Linked DNA regions of Sus scrofa: region 1 is linked to region 2. Evidence: chromatin contacts called from public HiChIP or PLAC-seq data. All regions are on one chromosome and are shown on one strand. Each heading gives the region's core, a stretch centred on a gene start, on an enhancer-like site or on the middle of the called end of the contact. The rest is flanking DNA. Distances are from core to core; before and after follow the strand shown. Region 1 overlaps ATP9A (ATPase phospholipid transporting 9A (putative)). Region 2 overlaps NFATC2 (nuclear factor of activated T-cells 2).

The links. HiChIP or PLAC-seq counts read pairs in DNA pulled down with a chosen protein or histone mark.
Region 1: an H3K27ac HiChIP or PLAC-seq map of skeletal muscle shows a contact between it and region 2. The contact joins two enhancer-like sites. A contact is called at or near these places in 4 of 47 Hi-C or Micro-C datasets (embryonic fibroblasts, heart right ventricle and skeletal muscle) and 1 of 2 datasets of contacts at active chromatin or transcription factors (skeletal muscle).

What each region holds. Positions count from the first base shown.
Region 1 is chr17:52,934,044-52,936,743 of Sscrofa11.1, forward strand. It overlaps ATP9A (ATPase phospholipid transporting 9A (putative)), which reads right to left. Exons shown (of 28, transcript NM_001114672.1): 28 at 2,126-2,700. Among named protein-coding and RNA genes, the nearest start is that of NFATC2, 45 kb to the left of the region's middle. Within about 2 kb of position 1,443, at least 30 of the 83 cell types and tissues checked have an H3K27ac peak or open chromatin away from gene starts, as enhancers often do. A contact at or near this core is called in skeletal muscle, where this site is marked.
Region 2 is chr17:52,799,278-52,801,977 of Sscrofa11.1, forward strand. All of the region lies in intron 6 of NFATC2 (nuclear factor of activated T-cells 2), which reads right to left. Among named protein-coding and RNA genes, the nearest start is that of NFATC2, 90 kb to the right of the region's middle. Within about 2 kb of position 1,379, at least 35 of the 83 cell types and tissues checked have an H3K27ac peak or open chromatin away from gene starts, as enhancers often do. A contact at or near this core is called in skeletal muscle, where this site is marked.

The DNA.
Region 1 (2,700 bases), core at 193-2,692, 130 kb after region 2:
TCATCCACAAAAGGGGGAGCAGGAGGGAAGGGGAGAAACCCCAGGATCGGGCGTGCTTCCCTAAGGCTTCAGATGAAAACCGACCCGGGAGTGCGTGATCCTCCAAAAATCCACCAGCCCCCAAAGTACTTAAGTTACCCCTCCGACCACAGCCACATGGAGGATGAAATTAAACCCCACGGAAAGATTTGACTTTTTTTTTTTTTTTTTAACATTATGCAATGTTTGGGTGAAAAAAGGGGGGGATATCAGAAGAAAAAAAAACTCATCTTTTTCCCAGAGTTTAGCAAAGCTATTTCTAGCTTTTAAGGATAAATTTCACCATCACTTCATGGGTAGTTCTGAGAGGCGCGAAGGCGGGACTGTTCTGTTATGTAACACATTTCAAGTAGGAAACTAGCAAGTCCTGAATGAATTCTGTTACTGTGCTCCGACTTGTGGAAAGTTTGGAGCGGCTACAGTTCTATTTTGAGGTGAGCAAATCCATCATTTACAGATCTCCTCACAAATACCGCAGAGCTTCATGTCACCCTGCAAAGTTTCATAACAAAAACAGTTAAAGTACTTGGGGTGTTAGAACATTTCGTCTCCAAACCTTATTAGCCTGGACAGCGAGGAGGGCAAGCCTCCCTGGTTGCCAATTATTCAAAAATGCAAATATCTGAGATCAAATAAATATTCATCTCACCCCCACCCCCATCCTGCTCAGTTTGTGTTGTTGGTTTTTTTTTTTTTTTTTTTTCAAGTTTAGTCCAGCAAAATAGTCTGGTCAACAACATAAAAAGAAATGCCTGTTTTCAACGGAGCCGCTGGCCATGAAATAAATTCTGAAGCTATGAAAGGAGCATCTTGACGCAGAACAGTCGGGCCTGCTGGGCCGGCCGGGTGATGAAAACAGGAAGCAGAAGCATCTCTCGGTCCTCAAGTTCCCCCTAGTGGCTCCACTGGAGGAGGGTCGGCGCGGGCATGGAATTTCACAGCAGGCCAGGGCTGTCTGAAGACTCCACCTTCACGGCACAGGAAAAGTACTGTCCCGCTGCTCCTGAGCGCATGCGTCCCCCGAGGGCCCAGGGAGCCCCCGCGGACGGAGGCACAGCTCGTGTACAAACCCCCTTCTAACCCTTAAGCTGAGAAGGGCCCTTGCAGCTGAGAGCCAGGGAGCGGAGAGCAGCGGCCCACTGCGCCCAGAGCTGCAAATGCAAACGCCGGGCCAGGTGGATGCGGCACTGGCTTCTTGAGGCAGGAGTTTCCACGGCCGGGCCCGTTTGGAAGTGAGGACAGCGGCTTACAAACGGCAGAACGCACACGTGCCGACTACACGCGGCTTCCTCAACCTCGGCACTTTTGCTGTTGGGCGGGTGATCCATCCTCTGCTGTGGGGCAGTCCTATGCACCCACGAGCAGTGTCCCAGCATTGTCCTCGTTAGACGTCAGCGGAGCACCACCCCCCACGCGGTGACAACCAGAAATGACGTCAGACATGACCCCATGTCCCCGGCGGGACAAAATCACCCCTGGTTGAGGATCACTGAATTAAACGACCAGAACACGATGTCCTTTGCAGCCTACATAACAGCTTAAAATCCACTTCTCCCTAAAACTTAAGCGACCGGGTTCCTAAATCTTCCATCACTCGGTGGGAAAATAAAGAGGGGTCTGCTCAATACTCTGTGGTGACCTAAATGGGAAAGGAATCTGAAGAGGAACAGACACACAGCTGATCCACTCTGCTGCACACCTGGAACTAAGACAACATTTTTAAGTCAACTGCACTCCAATTAAATTTTTAAAAAATAAAAAAAAATTTGAAAAGAGGATCCAAAGCAATCAAGGACTGTGTGCATAAATAAAATATGAATCATAAAATATGTTTGTCTTTTTTCTATTTATACAGATCATGTTTTGAAATTCTGACACGTCTGGAATAGACAACAGCACAGAATAATAAATAATGCATGGGTTTGGGGGTTTTGTTTTGCTGAAATTAAAACACTTTAACTGGAGAAAAAGCTATTTACAGTTTACGTACCATGAGATACACACAAAACAGGAGCACTGTAAGAAAAAGCCCTCATTTTGACACCAGAATTTCATGTTTCTGCACAAATTAAAATGATCCCCCAAGGCAGAAAGTACACAAGCTTTATTGGGCAACAGCGACAAGCCACGCTGGCAGACAATGAAAGTTGAACCGCTCAAATCACGCAGGATCACGTGTCATCACAGGATCAAGAATTTAAATCATCTGGGAGTTCCTGCTACATTCAAGCTCTGTACCAGAGCTTCCCTCTAATCAAAAAGTGCTGTCCTGGTGAACACTTGCCATGAGGATCACAGATAACCTATTACTGAGGACGTCAAGGAGACCTCGAGAAGTTCACGGTCCCCCCCACGCCAACGAGATAACACAGGAGCCGCAAGCTGGGGGACAAATGCCACGCTCCCCACCTGCCCCCCACAAATACAATATTCAGGGACACTGCCCAGTGACACCAAGAGACAGTGTCTCCAGCCACACAGCCTTGGGGAAGACAGAGCCACGGGGATGACGAGCTCCATGAGACGGTGCCGCACGGCTCCAAATACGAGCAGGGCTGCTCACGTGTGTCTCGGTTCCGCCGCAAAGCACAAAGTACGTTTTTTTTCCAAGATGGAATGGACAGAGTAAATGGAAATCTTTCCTAAGAAGTATATATCAAC
Region 2 (2,700 bases), core at 129-2,628:
TAGAGGCGCCTCTTCTCAGCGATGCTCCACCCCAGCTCACAGAGCCAGTCCCTCTGGGAACGAGGAAGTGGGGGGTGTGGGACCCAGTCTTCCTCTGACGTGCTCTGTCGCCTCAAGCAAGTCAGCCAACCTCATTCTGCGAGCCAGCAAGTGGCCTCCCCATCTGTTAGTTGGGGGCAGGGGGTGGGCTGTCACTGAGGCGTGACAGCAGGAGTCTGATGGCTCCGGGGTGAGAGGAGGGGAGAAACTCCTGCCAGGAAGGGTTCTTCTCCCGGACAAGAAACCAACACAGGCCTGCCTTCCCTGCTTCCAGGGGACACGTGCAAGGTCAGCTGACTTTTCTGGGCACCTTCCATGGTCCGACCCTTTCAGATCTTTGATCTCCTTTTAGTGTTAAAATAACTACCGACTCCCTCTTAAAGATGGGGAAACTGAATCCCAAAGCACAAAATATGAGGCCTATCCAGGCTTCAAGCCCAGTCTGGATGATCCACAATCCAGCCTGCTTACGGCTTAGAGATCTACAATTTTTACTTTAAAAAAAAAAAAAAAAAAAAAAAAAAAAGGCGTTCAACCAAACATAAAGGAAAAAATAGCACAACAGGGTGTCAGACCGTTCATTAATAAAAGGTATTATGATTTTCTTGACCAGGGTGGAAATGCCCACCTGCTAATTGCAAATCACAGAACATCTGTTGGCGCCAAGAGCAATTTCTGATGGGGAAACACTACGACCCAAGTTAATTAGAAACCTCATTTCTCTGTGTCCTCTTTTGAAGGCATTTAAACAGCAGGATTCTTTCACTCCAAAGTCTGTTCTCTCATGCAAGAGGACTGAAATTTGGGCAACAATTCAGGCCTCTGAAAATAAGGCCATTTTCTCTGTCTCCAGTGGGGCTTCAGAGCAGCGAGCTAGCCTCTGCCTTTGGAGCAAAGCTTCACATCCCAGCCAGCTGCATCTAAGTGGTGGGCTCCAGCCCAGGGGACCGATGACACTGTGGACATGAGTCACCAAGGGCAAAGGTCTCCAGAGCCTTAGTCATGGTCAAGCCCAGCTTGGAGTCTGACCTTTCCCAGAGGGGAGTCCAAGGCAGAGAGGCTCCCAGACGAGGTCTATTGTTTCAGCAAACACCAGACCGCGTGGAACCAAAGCCGTGGAGAAAAACAGGTGGGAAGAGGAGGTGTTTTCTCGAAGACCGTTCCAGCGTTTCCAGGGTACTAATTCATGGAAAACTACTTAATTTAGCAAAAAATTTTTATTTTAAGCCTATGCATTTATATTTATTAAACAAAGCTCAAAATACAACCTTTGGGAACCTCCAAGTCATAAAATGACTCATATTCGGATGATGACTCAGTGGGAAAGAGGGAATTCCACCACCCACGCCTCCTTTCGAAAAAGTCAGTTTGCCCTCTCAACAGGTGATAGAAGCCTCTGCCATCAGACTGTTCCAAGAAAATCGTCCAACAAAACAAAACAAGTCCTCTTCAAACAATTTAAGTTTCAAAGCTGAGTAATCCAACACAGGCACGTTTCCAACCTACGCCCCCGCGGGACACAGAGAGCCAGGGAGCTCCTTGGCGGGGGCCGGGGGCCCTGAATTAAGAAAGATTTACCAGCTGAAAAATTCCAAAACCCTGTGTCATGTGGAGGAACCTTCCAAAACACTGGATCCCACCCAGGCGCGGCGAGTCGCTCAGAGCCATGGCAACCCCGTTTCCGCTGCCACATCACTTTTATTTTTGTGTCCTTAGATTTTTTCCTGTTTTGCAATGTTTTGCTGGGACCCCCGACTCCGCCTGAGGCCTGGGTGGCCGGGGGCCAGGGTTCCCAGCTGAAGTCAGGAACAGCCTGGACTTCCCGGCGTGAACTTCGCCTGGAAGGTTACACATTTTTTCAATTGCAGAGACTATAGAACGGCTTTTCAGCAATTGCTGAAAACAGTAAATAGGAAAGGTCCTGATCTGTTTGGTTCCTCTTCGTCCTCTTGAATGTGACTAGAGAGATTTCTGGGGGTGTTGGGGGGTGACAATAACAAATGCTGCTTGGGATTCCAGCTCTGTCACTAGCAGTGAGCTGACCTGGGGTCCATGGCTTGACCTCTGTGAGCCTCCGTTACCTTATCTATAAAATGGGGCTAAGGCTGCCAGCCTCTCAGGGCCCATGTGATTATCAAAGGAGATGACATGTTCATTCAACAATATGTATAAGCACCTATGAAGTGCCAGGGACTGTTCTAGATTCTGCAGATACCAGAGCAAACACCAAGTCTTCTTCCTCAAGGAACCCTAACCGGGGGGGGCAGGGGGGGGAAACAAGAAAACAAATGAGTGAACAAATAGACAAGGCAAATCCAATAGAGCTAAGTGCTACCAAGAAAAGAGGGCAGGACAATGGGACGGAACGGGACAGAGTGTGAGAGCTGATGGTCAAGGAGGAGCCTGTCAAGAAAATCCCCTGGGTGTGGAGAAGAGGGAACCCTCCTGCACTGTTGGTGGGAATGTCAGTTGGCACCACAACTATGGCAAACAGTATGACCGTTCCTCAGAAAACTAGAGAACTACCATGTGACCCAGCAATGCCACTCCTGGGCATATAGCCGGACAAAACTATAATTCAAAAAGACACATGCACCCACATGTTCACAGCAGCACTATTCGCAATAGCCAAGACATGGAAGCAACCCAAATGCCCACGGA